4 separate regions of the Mus musculus genome follow, and regions 2, 3 and 4 are each linked to region 1. The links are chromatin contacts, called in public Hi-C and HiChIP or PLAC-seq maps. All regions are on one chromosome and are shown on one strand. Each heading gives the region's core, a stretch centred on a gene start, on an enhancer-like site or on the middle of the called end of the contact. The rest is flanking DNA. Distances are from core to core; before and after follow the strand shown. Region 1 holds the start of Trib2 (tribbles pseudokinase 2). Region 2 has its middle 89 kb from the start of Gm36372. Region 3 overlaps Gm36372 (a long non-coding RNA gene). Region 4 has its middle 76 kb from the start of Gm36235.

Evidence for each region. Hi-C and Micro-C count contacts between places; a contact is called where the count stands out from the background. HiChIP or PLAC-seq counts read pairs in DNA pulled down with a chosen protein or histone mark.
Region 2: a contact with region 1 is called in an H3K4me3 HiChIP or PLAC-seq map of neural progenitor cells, with 34 read pairs. The contact joins the enhancer-like site here to the promoter of Trib2 in region 1. A contact is called at or near these places in 9 of 39 promoter capture datasets (the 3T3-L1 cell line, the C10 cell line, embryonic stem cells and 4 more), 3 of 15 datasets of contacts at CTCF or cohesin (the NIH/3T3 cell line and large pre-B cells), 2 of 484 Hi-C or Micro-C datasets (B cells and cerebral cortex), 22 of 115 datasets of contacts at active chromatin or transcription factors (T-cell acute lymphoblastic leukemia, VIP interneurons, astrocytes and 14 more) and 2 of 9 other capture datasets (embryonic stem cells and liver).
Region 3: a Hi-C map of the N1E-115 cell line shows a contact between it and region 1, with 6 times the contacts expected there. The contact joins the enhancer-like site here to the promoter of Trib2 in region 1. A contact is called at or near these places in 16 of 39 promoter capture datasets (the 3T3-L1 cell line, 3T3-L1-derived adipocytes, the HPC-7 cell line and 11 more), 3 of 15 datasets of contacts at CTCF or cohesin (the NIH/3T3 cell line and large pre-B cells), 12 of 484 Hi-C or Micro-C datasets (CD4 T cells, the N1E-115 cell line, bone marrow-derived macrophages and 7 more), 25 of 115 datasets of contacts at active chromatin or transcription factors (CD8 T cells, the SCID.adh cell line, Th17 cells and 18 more) and 3 of 9 other capture datasets (adipose tissue, embryonic stem cells and pancreatic islet).
Region 4: an H3K4me3 HiChIP or PLAC-seq map of neural progenitor cells shows a contact between it and region 1, with 20 read pairs. The contact joins the enhancer-like site here to the promoter of Trib2 in region 1. A contact is called at or near these places in 8 of 39 promoter capture datasets (the C10 cell line, the HPC-7 cell line, cranial neural crest and 5 more), 1 of 15 datasets of contacts at CTCF or cohesin (the NIH/3T3 cell line), 4 of 484 Hi-C or Micro-C datasets (LSK cells, the N1E-115 cell line, cardiomyocytes and 1 more), 23 of 115 datasets of contacts at active chromatin or transcription factors (CD8 T cells, the NIH/3T3 cell line, VIP interneurons and 16 more) and 4 of 9 other capture datasets (adipose tissue, embryonic stem cells, liver and 1 more).

Annotation. Positions count from the first base shown.
Region 1 is chr12:15,814,436-15,818,789 of GRCm38.p6, forward strand. It overlaps Trib2 (tribbles pseudokinase 2), which reads right to left and starts at 2,350. Exons shown (of 3, transcript NM_144551.5): 1 at 796-2,350. The coding sequence starts at 1,065. It overlaps Gm5432 (a long non-coding RNA gene), which reads left to right and starts at 2,502. Exons shown (of 3, transcript XR_001780551.2): 1 at 2,502-2,662.
Region 2 is chr12:16,319,060-16,323,413 of GRCm38.p6, forward strand. No RefSeq gene overlaps it. Among named protein-coding and RNA genes, the nearest start is that of Gm36372, 89 kb to the left of the region's middle. Within about 2 kb of position 1,847, at least 18 of the 459 cell types and tissues checked have an H3K27ac peak or open chromatin away from gene starts, as enhancers often do. A contact at or near this core is called in VIP interneurons, neural progenitor cells and oligodendrocyte precursor cells, where this site is marked.
Region 3 is chr12:16,203,002-16,207,355 of GRCm38.p6, forward strand. It overlaps Gm36372 (a long non-coding RNA gene), which reads right to left. Exons shown (of 4, transcript XR_381302.4): 4 at 2,066-2,355. Among named protein-coding and RNA genes, the nearest start is that of Gm48606, 27 kb to the right of the region's middle. Within about 2 kb of position 2,055, at least 2 of the 459 cell types and tissues checked have an H3K27ac peak or open chromatin away from gene starts, as enhancers often do. A contact at or near this core is called in the N1E-115 cell line, where this site is marked.
Region 4 is chr12:16,089,311-16,093,664 of GRCm38.p6, forward strand. No RefSeq gene overlaps it. Among named protein-coding and RNA genes, the nearest start is that of Gm36235, 76 kb to the left of the region's middle. Within about 2 kb of position 2,306, at least 32 of the 459 cell types and tissues checked have an H3K27ac peak or open chromatin away from gene starts, as enhancers often do. A contact at or near this core is called in the N1E-115 cell line, VIP interneurons, neural progenitor cells and 1 more, where this site is marked.

The DNA of each region.
Region 1 (4,354 bases), core at 1,100-3,599:
TAAACAGGCAAAGGTGGCCTTGTGGGTGCAGGGGAGTAGCAATGGGGGTGTGCAGTCAGGGAGTCTGAAGACGCGAAGAAACCTAGACAAAAAGAACCAAAGGATTCGTTGTTCACCCAAAGGTGCGCAAGGGGCGAATTTCCACCCCAACCTTCCTTTCCAGGCTTCAAGCCGAAGAAAGAGCTTTAAAACTCCTCTTTTCCCCGGCTAGAGCCTTGGTCTCAGCCAGAGGGGACACTTTTTGTGTCTCTTTTAAAAGGCCACCTTTGGAACAAAGGTTTAACACCTGCAGGCTGCTAAGAACAATGGCTACAAAAGAAACCAGAGGAGCAGCGTTTGAAAACCAACCGGGGATTCCCTAGTCCTTGCAGCGAGGGGAGGGGAATCGACTCAGAGAGAGAAATGCCCAGGCAAGGGGAATCAGCCCGGTGCACCCGAGCTCTACGAGCCTCCTAAGGGGCACGCGTGTCCGTGCCCCAGTTCAGATTCGCCGCCCTCCCTTCCCGGATCTCCCCAAAACGCCCCCGCTGCAGCCCGCCTCATTGTCTGAAACGGTCTGAAAACTTCGCAACTAGTCGAACGTGGACAGACACACAAATAAACCCTCTTAACGAGGCCACGCATAATGATCCCGGGAGTCTTTCGCCCCTGGACTTGAGAGCTTTCCGACCTCCCGCACCGTCCCCGGCCCCTGGCAAAAGACCCAGGATGATTTTTTTTTAATTTTTTAAAAAAAAAATTTTAATTTTTTTTAAGCAAAAAAACAAAACGCAAAAGCAAAGCTGGGCTGGTTACCTTGCAAACCAGCTCCTCTCCGCTGTGCAGATGCACAGCGCGGAAAACGTGGTCTCCCTCCAGAGGCTCCAACAGTAAGTATTTCCCGATGCAAGAAACGCAATGCGACAAGTTCGGAGTCTCGGGCGGGCTCGGAGAGCCAAGGTTCGGGCTGAAACTCTGGCTGGGCTCAGCGGACCTTATAGACGACAGCTCTTCGAAATCCTGGGTTTTGTTCCGCGATCTCCCATATCTCGCTATTGTGATAGGGGTAGACCTGTGTATGTTCATGAGTGTGAGGATCGCACACGACAAAACAAACAAACAAACCAAAAAACCCCTCTGGAGAGATGGATGAGCCGCGCCGGTGCAGGCGCCTCGGTGCTACCGACTTAAAAGGATCAAGAAGGGAGGGGACCCGTCTGGGGCTCCGTGGAGGAAGAGTTAAGAACTAGCCCCCAGATGGGCGCTGCAGGGCTGGTCCCCGGCTGCGAGCCCCGCTCCCGGGGGTGCTCGCTCTGCGGACAACTCGGGTCCTTTTGTTACCCAGAAGCTGCCAGCGCGGTGCAGAACCGCACGCTGGACTCAGTGGGTCTCTGTTCGCAGCGTGGATCTGGACGAGTGAGCGTGCCTCTGGGGTGAGGAGCTGCAGCGCCGGGCTTCTGAGCGATCCCCAGCTGAGGATCCGCAGACCGGGCGGAGAAGCCCTGCGTGGAGTTTGTGCAGTCTTCAGGGAGCGCGCGGCGCCGGCTCGCCCTCCACGCGTTAGAAACCAAACAAAAAGAAAAAGGAAATAAGCTCGGGTCTACCGGCTCACGCCGCGCGGCAGCCAGAATCCGCGCTGCACCCCCCTCTTTTTGGTGGAAAGGGTGGGGGGCGTGTAAGGGGGGTGCTAGAGAGGGCAGTTACCTAAGTCTTAACTGTAGATGGCGTCTGAGGCTTTTCCAAAAAATCGCAGAGCTGTCTCTCTCAAGAAAAAAAAAAAAAGACAGAAAAAAAAAATTGCAAAGGCGCTTTTAACTTGGGGCGGTCAGCAGTGGCAACAAAAGATTGCAAAAGCTGAGTAGGGAGTGCGCGGAGTAGGGCAGGCACAGGTACCGCGACAAAGCCCAAGGCAGAGCCCGCGCGGTCAGCACTAGCTCTTGCTGTCGCTGCTCACGTCCCAGATCCTCCTCCGATGAAGCAAGAAGTGCGGGCGGTGACCTGGGGGGTACCAGCAGCAGGAGCTTTCCGGGGGTCCTGCAGGAGCTGCCAGCAGATGCTCCCCGGACTCCGTCAACCCGCGGCGTTCCTTTTCCGCTGCACAACTGGGTCTTGAGCCTTGAAACAATTTGCAAACCACTCTTGTCTCCCGATGCCTTGCGACCAAATTGCACGGCGGGGTTTGCTCTGCAGGAAAAATAAAAATCGACGGCTTGTCTTCTTTTCTTATTATTTTTTTTTTCTTGCCACCCAGAAGTAGGAGAGGACCGTGTATTTAAAAATTAAAGGGGATGGCCACGGCGCCCTAGGCCAATCCCGGCGCTCAAGCACGCCCGCATCCCCGGGCGAGGCGGTATTAATAGTTACTTACGTGGCCGGGGATCTCGGAGCGAGCCCGGCTGTGTGTGCGCGTATGTGTGCGCGCGCGCCTCGCTTGCTCGCGCTCGGTCTCCCCATTCAATGTCACCGACACATTTCCACAGAGCCCCCGCCCTCTTCGCCGGCCCCGCCCTACCCACGCCCCGGCCCCTGTCATTGAGCCCGGAGCCCATCAATCAGCGGCGCCGCTGCCAGTGCGCGCGCGGCTCCCCTGCGCCCGCCGGCGGCCAGGGCTGCTGCCGCCACTCCTGCAGTGCCCCCACTGGGGGCGCCAGCCTCGCCCCCGGATGGCTCGGCCAGGCGCGAGGTAAACAGTGCTTTATATCCTTCCGCAGTCCAAGGGCTCTGGGCTCCCCTGGCCTGCTGTTCGCGCTGCAGCGACAGGGATGCTGGACTGTGTATCTGCCACCGTCGCCACGCAACACCGGCAGGCTCAGGTCAACTTTGAGACTTAGATCCTCTTCCCCGGGATTTTCCGCAGAAAGCCTCGCATCTTCTGGGTACCGGGCACCCCTCTGCTGCTATGTTAACCTGAACAAGCAGTTCCCCGCGGGTTTTAAAAAAAATGAAGGATTCTTGCAGCCCACAGTCTCTAGAATTAGTTTTATTCTTTCTCTCCGGTTGCTTATCATTTCAACAGAAGTCCATTGTGAGCTTGTAGTTAGTGTCACCACCCCTCCCCCACTTACCAGTTATAGGATTGGGGATCCTTTCAGAGTCTTTTGACTTCAGGACAAGGTCTTTGGGGAGAGCTCAGGAACACACACCTTTGCACCCACACTTCCAGCAAAGGATGTTGGCTCCTAGCCAAGGAGTCAGGCTTCTCCAGCCCCGGCATCTCAGTATTTAGGCCAAGAACACATTCAATACCGGGTTCAACGGAAGGCTGCACTTTGACCCTTGCTTATTCTTAACTTCCTGGGAAGGTTCTGGACCATTGGCTTGAACAGACCTGGGGAAAGTTCAGACCACAGCTTAAGCCTCTTGACTTTACCTAATGCATCCTGGTAAGAGTAGCAATGTAGCAGGGGAAAACAGAAAGAGAAAGAAGCAACCAAGGTCTGGGGCAAGACTGCTGGGCTTACTCTTGAGTTTTTACCCGCATAAGGCACCTCTTTCTATGAGGGAGGTCACTCTGTAACAATATTCTGCACTACCACTTTTGAACAGAAATAGAGAACTAGTTATAATTATACTTAACCGGGACAATAGTGGCTCTAATGATCAGGAGTTCCCTGAGGGTTGTTTCAGAGTAGTGAATGGACCTTGCTTGTTCAGCTAGCCACCCTAGAGGACAGATCTTGAGAAGAAACTAAAATGCCCCATGTCTTCTCATAGATCTCCCATCCTTCTCCCCACTCATCTGCCTTAAACTCAGACTCTGATCCCTAAACTGTCCCTTAAGGGGACCACAGCTTGAGGAAGTCACCATGACTACAGAGTAGTGTGCCATGCAGTCTCTGCCCAGTTCAAGAACAGGTCCTAGACAAACAATCTCTACAGAGGATCCATTGAGAAAGGTTCCCTGGGGCCTCTGTTGGGTGACTGTCACCAAACTTTCTTGTAGAAGTTTGAGAAACTTGTGTTCAGCATCAGTTTTCAGATTCAGAAGGAAACTGAATTCGCATGGGCTTTTTTGGTTTGGTTTGGTTTTTGTTTTTGCTTCTTTTTCTTCCCAGGATCTCTAGTTTTCGTCTGTTAAATGACAGCCCTGCGTACCTCATGTGACCCCTAGAACTGCAGTTGCAGTTCTAGGAAATATATGAAGAATTATGATAGTGTTTCTCAGCCTGTGAGTTGTGACCCCTTTGCGGTGAACAACCTTTTCACAGGGGTCACATATCAGATATTTACATTCTATGCATAACAAAAGCAAAATTACTGTCATGAAGTAGCAGCAAAATAATTTGATGTTTGGGGGTCGCCACAAGAGAAAGTGTATCGAAGGACAGTAACTTCCTGGAGTCCTGGAAAAATACGTGTTTCCTTGGGCTGTCAT
Region 2 (4,354 bases), core at 597-3,096, 500 kb after region 1:
AAACAGGTTACAAGAGCTGGATTTCTCGTTCTTGCTGTGGCTGGCCATTCCATGTACCTTCAGTGGAAGCTCTTCATCTCACTTTCCCTGTAATTCCAGACTTTTCTGGATCTGTCAGCCATGTGTGGCATTGCCAAATGATCAGGCCCTCACATTTCTAACCCTGTTCTCTGTGTAATACCATACACCATACCACCTATGAGCTTATTTTATGAATTTCCACTGAGACTGCAGAAGCAGACAAAATGATTCTCCAAGGAGCTACGCATCTGATGGATGTTGTGAATCATTATTTCTGGGCAAATACACTGCCTGCAGCTCCTGGAGAGATTCTTTCTCTAGGAGCTTGCCTCATAACTCAAGCAGTTGGGAGGCTCCACAGCAAATGGGATGCTTGTCAGCATATAGAAATCCTCTCTCTCTCTCTCTCTCTCTCTCTCTCTCTCTCTCTCTCTCTCTCTCTCTCTCTCTCTCTCTCTCTCTCCCTCTCTCTCCTCCCCATCCCTTTACCCCTCTCCTCTCTCCTTCCTCCTCCCTCTTATTTTTATTTATTTATTTATTACATGTATATGTATGTGTTCATGTATACAGACAAGTGAATAGGTGTTCATATGTGTGCATCTGCATATGGAGACCATAGATCAATCACTTTCCACTTTTGTTTTGAAACAGCTTCTCTCACTAAACCTAGGGCTCCCCAATTCAGCTATCTGATGGCTATTCTGGCTATCACTGAGCTCCAAGGATCTTCACATCCACAACACCAGTCTTACACAATGGACCTGGCTCTTTGACATTAGATCTTAGGATTGTAGTTGGGTCCTTAAGTTTGTGTGGCAAACACTTTAACAACTGAACCATTTCTCATGCCCCAATCTAGTAGCTCTTCTTCTCTTCCATTTTACTGTTTGTGAAAACCATCTATAATGATTTCTACACATAACAGAAATAAAATGGTAGGCATATTTTCCACATTATGCTTCTTAGCTTTGCTTTGCCTTTTTATCTTATTATGACTCTAACACCTATGAAGATTGTTGCCCTGGGTTCTCATATGGAAAACAATATCTAAGATCTAGTCCAGGTCTGGTCATGTATATTGCCCCCTATTCTAAGTCTGGCCTAGAGACTTTAAGAGCCCTGCCATGGCTCCCACGGTTGTAAGTGCCATTCTCTGGGCAGCAATCCGAATTCTGAATTACTGTATTCAGATTTTTCATTGTTTTTCACTCCATACCTCTGATGCAGGAAGTAAGGACACAGCCATTGTGTGGCAGTGTCTCACAGGAATAATGAGGCTCCTTACAGACCCATATGTGGTGCTTTGAATCATTATAGGTCCTGGGTCAGGCATCCCCTGCCCAAACTCAGAGCCACAGGAAGGCATGTGTCCACAGGTAAGTGTTTTCACTAGTAAGAGACCACTGTGATTATAGCTCTTACAGGACTCATATTTCAACCTGAAGAATGAAGGGGCTTTGTCGTTCCTAATGTCCATGCAGAGAAAAGGATATTTAAGGACTCTGAAATAACATGGCAGGAAATTGAGGTTCAACGTACTGCATATAAAGTGATGGAAAAAAATGCTCTCTTTCACTATCTCTTTTTCCCCTGGGTCTGTGGTTCACAAACTGCAGAGCATAAATCATGGAGCAAACCATACTGGAATATCAATAAACCTACATCGACCCGAGACAGGAATTCAGCTTGCAGCATGGGGACTTTTTTTTTTTTTTTTTTTTTTTTTTAGACCTTGGTTGGCAGCCAGGTGGATGAAAGAAGAAACCAAAGAGCGTAACAGCTTTGCAGCAGCAGAGAAAAGAGTTAGAATTCAGGAAATGTTACTCGGGTGCCTCTCTGTAAATTCATGAGGAATGGAGTCTCCTGGAGGCTGAACAGCAGGGTTAATAAGGAAAACACAGGCACCACACCAGAGGCTATGAGCCCTAGGTCTGTGATCGACCTGAGTGGTGGAGATTTAACTGTGGGTTCCCTTAAAATCCACTGATGTCCTGAGGTCCAGTGCCTCAGAATGTGACCTTCTTAGGAAGCAGGGTCTTTACAGAGGAAATGCTGGTAAATGAGGTTATCAGAGTGGGTCCTAGCCCAGTGTGCCTGATAGCCTTATACAAAAAGGAAATCTGGACTCAGACCTGCATTGAGAAAAGGCAGAGTATTCATGAGCCTGGACTGGTGTAGGAATGGCTCTGGGGGAGGGGGGCGGGGCCACAATGGTAGACCACAAGCTTTTAAGTCAATGGAAAGACACTCCTGGTGTTGATAGAAGTGTGACATGAGGCTGTACCTCACATTGTAGGGATTTTATAGGCAGAAATATCGGCCTACTTGGGAGACTAAGCATGTAGCTCAGTTGGTAGAATGCTTGCCTTGCATGCATGAGGTCCTGGGTTCTAGCCCCAGCATTGAATAAAAATGTGTATGACCTAAGCCTATGAACCCAGAACTTGTTCAAACTCACAACACAATCAGGGGGTGGGGGGGGGTGGGAAGGGGGAGGAGAACTTAGCTGGTAGCAAGTAGTAGAAATAGGACTTAGGCCTCCTCTCAGCTCAAGAAACACAGTAAGGCATGTCACACATTACCTAAGACACGACACATGTTAAATCATTCCATCTTTGTAAGTGCCCACCAGAAGAGGTGTCAGGAGCAGTGACATTAGTAATCACATGTTGGTGACCAGACTGAGGGCTGAGGAGTTCAGCCATTGCTCAGTCATACTGTAGGTCAGCAAGCCACTATCAGCTCTCAGCTGTCATCTCTCTTCTTTTTCTGCTGTCTTCCCTGTCACGAATATTTGAAAAGCAGAGTTCTGCTTATCAAACATGTGTGGACATATGGAGCATGCAGGGCAGAGTGGGGGAGGATTGCTGAAGATAGAAATACCATTACACCTTCCTAGTTCTTGGTATGGCAAGACTTTGTACTAACCTCAGAGATCCATAGCATTTGTCTTCAACAGGTGCAGCAGCATAAATCCAGGCTTTCTCTGGCTTTGGTGTCTCCAGCTACACAGGTGTAGTATCTGAAGGAGCATTTGGGTCAGATACAAAGAATGCACTGGAGAACATCTCTGAGTACTTTAGGAAAATCTGTTGTGAGAATAAATTCAAATAGACCCCCTTAAAGAAGCTAGTAGAGGGCTAGAGAGAGGGATCCATGGTTGAGAGCACCTGCAGCTCTTGTAGCAGTCCCTGTACCTCCATGAAGCTAATAACCACCTTTAACTCCAGTCCCAGGGATCCAATACCCTCTCCGGTTTTCCTCAGGCATTACATTTGTATGTTCTAGGCTCATTACATGCATAAATATATACATAATACATTAAAACATACATAAATATGAAATGTGAATTTGTGACCTGAGAAAAGTAAGACCTGCCTGAAATCCCCTCCTAAACTCCTAAGACTTAGTGATCAGAGAAGTTACAACTGGACAGGAGAGTTCCTCCTCTATGTAATCACCAGCTTTTATTCTGAGGTTCTATACAATAATCTGGTGAAGTTTGTGAAAATACTAGGCTAAAGTGATGACTTCTAAAACAGAAATACATGATAGAGTCCATGTAAGGCCATGCATCACCGTTATCAACTATGCAGGGTAAGGAATGGGCTCCATATTTGGTGTTGTTAGGCTGAGAGAAGGCAGGATGCTGTGCCACTTACTCAAGCTAAATTGAGAAAAGGAAAAACCAGGATGACGGACAAGAAGCACCTTCAGCAGAAGACAGGCAGAGGCAAGAACAGTGAAAACAAAGGCAGTAACCGCAAGTCTAGGGAGTTCAGAGTGCAAATGATTGAGACAAGAGATTGTTCTGGAAGGCTGACCTGGCAGTGTTGTTGCAAGTTCCTGAGCTTGGAGCTAGGAAGACTAGAGGCTGTGGAGGTTACCACTGAATACAAGAACAGAGCACCTAAAGCTAGGTTGGGTTAACAGCCTAGCTACAACTGCCCCTGGGTGGAGAGCTAGAGACTGGCTGTGGCATATTTTGCTAGGTAGAAAAGGTGGGGGATGGACATTCCAACGAACAAGATAAACATCAGAATCGATTTTCCAGGCCATGAAGAAAAATGCTTCTTTTGTGAATGTTTTTATTTTACCTGGGCTGTCAGAGAAACATAAGGCAAGACTTGCACAAGGGAGATGGGATCTGAAACTCCATCCTCACTCCTGAAATCCAGGAGACACACATTTGCATTTTATTATTCCCTGTTGGCAGTCTTTCTTCTTACTTTCCATCACACACCCTGACTCCACTCAACATGCTCTGATGAAGCATTCTGCTCACAATGAGAAAGGAGGGGTGGGGGGGTGGGGAATTACTTTGCAAGCTGGG
Region 3 (4,354 bases), core at 805-3,304, 390 kb after region 1:
CCTTACACTTAGCATAGAACCTTCTCTAGGCCTGTCCCACTATCAAGGACAGTCACAGGAGTGTTGGGGATTAGAGGGCTTTCCTTACTTTCCTTGAATATTAATATCCAAGAGTTGTCTTATAATATTAAATGGACTTTTTTCCTACTTCTTAAATATCTATGGGGTGATTGTTTCTTTGACAATATAATTTCCCCTAAAAGTTCTCTTTATGGATTGAATTCTGCCACTCAAAATTAATATATTGACATCCTATCTACCAGAACATGACCTTATTTGGAGACAAGATCTTTATAAAGTTAAAATAGAGGTTATTAGGTAAGTTCTATCACAGTGTGGTTAGGTGTCCTTATAAAAAGGAAGAATTTGAAGACAAACCTATATAAGGGGAGCTGCCACTGGGCATCTAGCTTGATGAAGATCTCCTAGCTAAGAGGGAAGACTGGAAACAAATCTTGTTGCACTCAGCAGGAGTCAAGCCTGCCACCCCCTTGATGCTATCCTGGCAGCCTTCAGCAGTGTGAGAAGACTCCTGTCGATTGCTTTGTTATGAAAGCCCAAGAAGATGCAGAGGACTCCTTCAAAGTTTCTCATCAGGCTCTACTGGCCAGTGTGATATGCTGGCCTTAAAGTTCTTTCCCTGACAATCTGATCACTTGTTCTCCTTCCCTGATTCCTAAGCCCCACTTCCCCTAACCCTAGTAGCTGATATCAGGGAGATGTATGAAGCAGCAGGCCCAATAGAAGGTTTGCCTTTACTCTCGTATCAGCCTACGGTTGATTGGCTTCAGCCTTTCTTTACGTGTTATAATAGAGTAGAAGGTAAGTGGTTATCTTCATGTATAGAAAACATAAGGTGCCCTGGGGTTTGTGTGCTTTGTTTTGATTTGTTTTATGTGGTAATGCAAAGGTCAGGACCTCTTCTATGCTCAGGCCCCCACAAGTCTGAGACCTCGTGGCTCTTAGCAGCCAGCTGGCCTAAAGAAATATCCATTCCTCTGTTGAGGGGCATCTGGGTTCTTTCCAGCTTCTGGCTATTATAAATAAGGCTGCTATGAACATAGTGGAGCATGTGTCCTTCTTACCAGTTGGGGCATCTTCTGGATATATGCCCAGGAGAGGTATTGCTGGATCCTCCGGTAGTACTATGTCCAATTTTCTGAGGAACCGCCAGACTGATTTCCAGAGTGGTTGTACAAGCTTGCAATCCCACCAACAATGGAGGTATCCATCCACCCCATAATCAGCATCCAAACGCTGACACCATTGCATACACTAGCAAGATTTTATCGAAAGGACCCAGATGTAGCTGTCTCTTGTGAGACTATGCCGGGGCCTAGCAAACACAGAAGTGGATGATCACAGTCAGCTATTGGATGGATCACACGGCCCCCAATGGAGGAGCTAGAGAAAGTAGCCAAGGAGCTAAAGGGATCTGCAACCCTATAGGTGGAACAACATTATGAACTAACCAGTAACCCAGAGCTCTTGACTCTAGCTGCATATGTATCAAAAGATGGCCTAGTCGGCCATCACTGCAAAGAGAGGCCCATTGGACACGCAAACTTTATATGCCCCAGTACAGGGGAACGCCAGGGCCAAAAAGGGGGAGTGGGTGGGTAGGGGAGTGGGGGTGAGTGGCTATGGGGGACTTTTGGTATAGCATTGGAAATGTAAATGAGCTAAATACCTAATAAAAAATGGAAAAGAAAAAAAAAGAAATAGATGTGAAAAATACAGCATTGCCTCCTTAGGATTTTTATGCAGATGCCACTGTGGTGGTTTACATGTGAATGCCACCCATAGACTCAGGCACTTGAACACTTGCTCACCAGTTTGTTGTGCTCTTTGGAGAGGTGATACAGACTTCGGGAAGGAAGTGTGCCAGTGGGATTGGGCTTTGAGAGTACATAGTTTCACTCTCCTTCTAGCTCACTCTCTCTGCTTGTGTTCACAATTGAAGAGATGGATGCTCAGATTTCCACTGGAGCAAATGCCTACTGTCTGCTGTCATGTCTCCCCACCATAGTGTACTCGTATCCCTCTAGAAGCATGACTCACAATACATTCTTTCTTTCCCAAGCTGCTTTTGGTAATGGTGCTTTATCACAGCAGCAGACAAATAATGAATTCAGCCACATGTCACTTCTCATCACATTTATTCTCTGATAGTGAGCCCTATGGCCAGTGCTAGTCACCAGAAACGCCAAGGGTCGGAGCCAAGCTATGGGCTAAGCAGGGAGGATGCAGGCACTGTGGTGAACAGACGTTGTCTTGAGGTATTTTGTTTGTTTGATGATGAGAAAGCAGACACTGGGAGATGACATGCTTCATTCAAGACCAGGTAATTTATAGCTGATAAAGAAAAAAAATCTTTTTAACACATGTCCATCTGTCTCAAATGAAAAGGATAAATAAAGAGGCCAGCTGGATGGTTAATGTTCTAGAGACTACTAATATGCCAAGTTCAGCAAATAATATAATCATTCATTTCTATTTGAACTTCAGGGGAGTAACATTGAAGAGAAAAAAGCAGACATATGACCAGCGAAGCTTGGAAATCTTGCCACGGTGGATTGTTTTAAGGTTTAAAAGTAGTTAACCACACAATGAGGCCATGAAGATAGATGTTCAAACCCCGTTACAGTATGTTCCATGGAAGACTTGGGAAACTGCAGTGCCTGAAGACGGCAAGCATGCTGCCATTGGCTCAAGTCAATACAATAAGAGGACACCAGAGATTTAACCCAGAACTGCAAATCAGGCTCCTGGCCATTGCAAATGCAAGGACAATATTGTCTGCAGAGCTAGCAAGGGCATCTCATGCTCCTGAGGGATTTGTCTACAGAACGACCTGTGTATGTAGACATTCTGAGATATTTTGAGCATCGGAGATGGCATTGATGAAATGCAAGCAACTATTTCAAGATATGTTTAAATGAATGAGAAGTCACCCGTGGTAGTTGTACTATAAATAGAAGATTTGTATCCTCTGAAATATGAGTTTATCACAAAAGAAGCAAGTAAACTTCATGGGAATTCATCTTGCAGTCTGTTCTTCCTAGATACCCCAAACTGCCTTGGTCTGTGCCAGCTGAGAGGATGAACTCCCTCTGGCTGTGCAATGTATCGATTACAGTTCTAGACCAAGGCATTGCAAAGTCTAAGGTCCTTTGTCAGTAGGTTTGGTGTCTGGAAAGGACTTTCTTATTAGTCAGGGTAGCACAACCAAAGGAATTTCATAAAGCATTCCAACAAAGGCACTAACCCAGTCAGAGAACCCTGTCTCATGTTTTTATCTCTCGATCCTATTGCATGGAAGACTAATTTCCAGAAGTTTGTTCTTGCCTCCTCCCTCTCTTCCTCTTCCTATACCTTCTCCCTCTCCTCCTTCCTTCCTCTTTTCCTCTACTCTTCCCTCCTCCCTTTCTGTCTTTCTATTGATGAAAAAAAAAAACACCATGAACAAAATCAACAGGAGGAGAAAAAGGGTTTATTTCAGCACTTATGGTTCTATTCTATCTTCCATGAAAGTCAGGCCAGGAGTTTAAGGCAGAAACTAGAAGGATCCTAGAGGCAGAAACTGAAGCAGAGGCCACAGAGGAATGCTGCTTCATGGCTTGCTTCTCGTGGCTTGCTTAGCCTTTCTTATGCCACCCAGGACTAACCAACCCGGGGTGCCACTACACAGAGTGAAGCAGAATCCAGCCACATGAATCAATAAAATGCCCCACAAAATTGCCAATCTGGTAGCAACATTTTTTTTTTCAAGTGAGGTTCTTTCTTCCAAATGATTCTAGATCATGTCAAGTTGACATAAAACTAGGTTCCTTAGTCTTTCTCTTTTTCTTTCTCTCTCAGTTTTGTGAGACAGGATGTTGTCATGCAACAGGCTGACCCTAAACTCACTGAGTAATAGGATTGCTTCTACATGATGGTCTTGCCAGCATATACCATCTGCCGTACTCTACACGAACCATTTCAGCTTTCAGTGTCCTACATACATGATTTAATACCCAGGAAAAAACAGCAGTGTTTGTCTGCCACACCACGGATCAGATAAATGAAATTCAGAGCTGTACAGGGGATATAGTCTCATCAGATAAGATGCTCATATGGCTTTAAGTTGTGGTTTCTTGAGCCGTAATTAACCCACTTCCCCATTAAAGTAATTAAAATCCTTTCCCACTCTCCTGCTCACCATTTTCATATTCCCCTAGCCCAAGAAACTCATAAAAATAATAGCAAGAAATCATGCAATTTGCAAGTAGGGTCATTAGATAAGAGAGATGCTGGGCCTGGCTACCATCTGCAGAAGGCTTTGTGTCCATGGAAACTGAGGGCAGCTTATTCT
Region 4 (4,354 bases), core at 1,056-3,555, 270 kb after region 1:
TCAGGAGTCCAGGTTAATTGAGACTGCTGGTCCTCCTACAGGGTCTCCCTCTTCCTCAGCTTCTTCTAGCGTTTCCCTAATTCAACCACAGGGGTCAGCAGCTTCTATCCATTGATTGGTTGCAAATATCTGCCTCTGACTCTTTCAGCTGCTTGTTGGGTCTTCCAGTGTGTGGTCATGCTAGGTTCCTTTTTGTGAGTGCTCAATAGCCTCTGTAATAATGTCAGGTCTTAGGACCCCAATTTGGGCCTGTTACTGGACCTTCTTTTCCTCGGGCTCCTCTCCATTTCCATCCCTGCAGTTCTTTCAGACAGAAACAAATATGGGTCACAGTTTTGACTGTGGAGTGGCAACCCATTTCTCACTTGATGTCCTGACTTTCTGCTGGAGGTGGGCTCTACAAGTTCCCTCTCCCCAATGTAGGGTATTTCATCTAAGGTCCCTCCTTTTGATTCCTGAGTGGCTCTCGCCTCCCAGGTCTCTGGTACATTCTGGAGCCCCCCCCCCCCAACCTCCTACCTCCTGATGTTGCCTGATTCCATTCTTTCTGCTAGTGCTCAGGTTCTTCAGTCCTTTTCTCCCCTGCCCAGCACCACATCATGTTCCCCTCTCCCTGTCCCACCCCTTGTTCTCTTTCTTTCCCAGACCCCTCCCTCTCCACTTCTGCTTGCTTTCTTCTCCCACCCAAGTGGAACTGAGGACTTGTCACTTGGGCCCTTCAGTTTGTTGAGCTTTTTGAGTTCTGTGGACTGTATCTTGTGTATTATGTACTTTGGCAGGGAGTGGCTAATATCCACTTATTAGTGAGTACATACCATACATGTCCTTTGGGGTCTAAGTTACCTCACTCAGAATGATATTTTCTATTTCTATCCACTTGCCTACAAAACTCAGGATGTTCTCATTCCTAATAGCTGAGTAGTATTCCATTGTGTAAATGAACCACATTTTCTGTATCCATCCTTCTGTCATGGGACATCTTGGTTGTTTCCAGCTTCTGTCTATCAAGGTCACTAAGAACATAGTGGAACACATGCCCCTGTGGCATGGTGGCGCACCTTTTGAGTATATTCCCAAGAGTGCTGTTGCTGGGTCTTCAGGTAGATCTATTTCCAATTTTCTGAGGAACCTCCAGATTGATTTCCAGAGTGGTTGTATCAGTTTGGAATCCCACCAGCAACAGAGGAGTGTTCCTCTTTCTCCATATCCTTGCCAACATGTGCAGTCACTGAGGTTTTGATCTTAACCATTCTGACTGGTGTAAGGTGGAATCTCAGAGTCATTTTGATTTGCATTTCTCTGATCACTAAGGACTTTGAACATTTCTTTAGGTCTTTCTCAGCCATTTGAGATTCCTGTTGTGAATTCTCAGTTTAGTTCTATATCCCTTTTTATTTTTAATTGGGTTGCTTGCTTTTGTGGTGGTTAGCTTCTTGAGTTCTTTATATTTTAGACATTAACGCTCTATGGGATGTGGTTAGTGAAGATTTTTTTCCCAATTTGTGGTTGCTTCCCCAGAAAAGGTGAGCTTCAGGATCACCCAGTGACTTGTCCATGGCCAAGAATTCAGTGATCGTGAGTATTTAAAGTGAAAAAAAGGATTCAGTAATGGAGTAGACATATTAACATAGAAGTGGGAGTCATTCATGGAACCTCTTCCCATAGACAAAGAACTACAGGCTGCCAAGGTAAGCTGAGGACATGAGAAATAGTCCTCCCCAGGGAAAAGCATACCAGTTGTTTAGCCATTATCAAAGGGTCAGCCCTGAAACATATACATACAAATAACACTAAATGGGCTGAGCAGTTTGTATTTATATATTTAGGAGCACAGATATGGAACAGTAACAACTACAGAAAAACAGGCCATAATTTCAAGAGGGAGCAGGGGAACTGTACATGGGGGAAGTCAGAGGAACAAATGGGAGGGGGTAGGGAGTTTTAGATATAGAACTGGACCCAGAATATGGAAACCTGTAAGCCTGTAGCCAAAAGCTTTTCCATACTTGACTTTCCCTAACAACAGCTCTGGCTGCTGAAGTCTCAGGGAGCACTGATCCCAGCAGGCAAAGAAAAATACCAAATTGTCTTTCTAACAATAGGTGTGGGCTGAAGGCTGGTTAAATCCATTCCCTTTGATGCCTTGGTAATGGGCTCTGGTTCAATTTCTCTGATAGGACAAAAGTCTTTGAAGCTGCTTTGTGCTGAATTTAATGAGCCTGATTGTCATCTTCCAGAAGAGAGCGCGGAGGGTCTGTGCACTCGCTGGATGGAATCACTCATCGATCTTGGTGTCGCACCAGGCAAGCAGTCGGAGAACCAGAGCAGGATGTGAAATCAATCTAACTATCTATTTATAGAGCAGGCAGTGCCTTTGTCATGGTGATCTGACCAGAGGAGGGATGGCAACATCTGCAGCATATGACTCCCACAAATTAAAACCCATGGCCTGGAAGCATGGAAAAGGAAACTCGTTTTTTTTTTTTCCAAAAATACCATATAACTGCAGACTTCCCTTCGCCCTGCTCGTCTCATCTCTATAATCTTCAATGTATTGCTTGCTTCTGTCCCTCCATTGTGCGTGTTCTACCCTCATTCTCCACCATTTTTTATTCACTAAGCATTTATTTGCTCTGTTATGAGTTAGACATTATATAAAATGGCATGAACAATTTAGAGACATTGACATGAGGATTCTATCTTGATCCATTGGATTAATCAGCACAAAACTCAACATTAAAATACTCATTGTCTCACTGTTTCCCGTTTCTTGACTTGTGACTTTGTAGCATTTGCTTGGTTCTAGCCCTAAGCCTCCTTGCCTTGTGGCAAAAGAAACAACAGTATTTTTAGAACATGTTAGGCACAAGCTTAAAAACAGAGAGGAATGCCTAGGTGAATATTGCAAAGCCAGCTTCGCAAGTCTCAAGATTTGTAAAATACTTTGAGTAATATCACTGCACATGTGTTATGGTTTGGTTGGGACAAACTCTCCCCAGAAGGCTCGCGTGGTGTGGAGCTTAGCCCTCAGCGTATGGCACTACATTTAGAGGTTCGAAGGACCTTATGAGATATGACAAGACTGCAGGAAGGATGTCTTGCTCCTGACTGGCCCCTTCCTGCCTTTCTCTACCTTCCCATCTGCCAGAAGAGCAAGTAACTCCTCTGCTAAACACTCACAAATGCTGGGACTATGGGTTCAACCTTCTGAACCTGTGAGACAAATTCTCCCGTCTTTGGGGGTCCAATGGATACTCTAGGCAAATGTACACAAGCAGCATGCCATGAGACTGAGCCAATAGTTAAATGAACATGACTATGCACATTGCTACAGGAAGGACCTAGGGTAATAAAGACCTTCACCTAAGACTTCTATAAAATTTGGCTAGCAATACAACACATGGTCATTCATTCTATATACACAAAGTGCTGTGTGAAGCCAGCCGGCCTCCTTTCTGCCCTCCCCACTTCCTTCATTCTTAACTCATAAATCCTCACATTGTCATCGGGACACGAGATAAATATGAGGAAGTCATTCTGTCAAAATTGTATAATATACAGGAGGAAATGAAACCCACAATAAATTGTGGCAATAAAGCAAACTAAGGAACCATTCTTCCTTAACTTACATTATTGAAAAAAACAACTTCCTGTCTAAAACAGAAATTGCAGTGATATATTATACACAAACAAAGATAGATTTACATAGCAATGCTGCAAAAAATGGGTGTGTGTGAATTAAATACAGTGTAATCATATTCCCATGCCAGGGGCTGGAGAGAGGACCTAGCTGGAAAGAGCATGGTCTGCTGTTGCAGAGGACCAGAGTTTGGTTCTCAGCACCTACATCAGGGGATACACACCTGCCTATAGCTACAATTCCAAAGGGCTCAATGTCAGCCATCCTCTTCTGGACTCCATGTATACACACATGAACCCACCTGTCACTATACAAACATACATGTAATTTAAAATTGACTTAAACTCTTTAAAAATAAAAAGTACTATACCATGTATGGAGTGGTACTATACCATCTAAAATCATATGGTAATAAGTTTAAGAGATATTATACACACATACACACATTTATATGAAACATGTCACTCACTTTAAAACTAAAAATGAGACATGAGCCAAGGCAAGCATGAAAAGAAAATAGAATTTCCAAAAATTTCAAAGGCACCCAGAAAAAGAGATAAAGCAGCAACAGGAAGAAGCTAGCAACAGGAAGCAAAGTGATAGATTTACATTCACATTAAATGGAAATTACAATCACATTGAATGGAAATGGTCTAAATACCCCATTCTAAAGCCATACTAGATTGCTATATTAATCTTGACCACACCCACCAG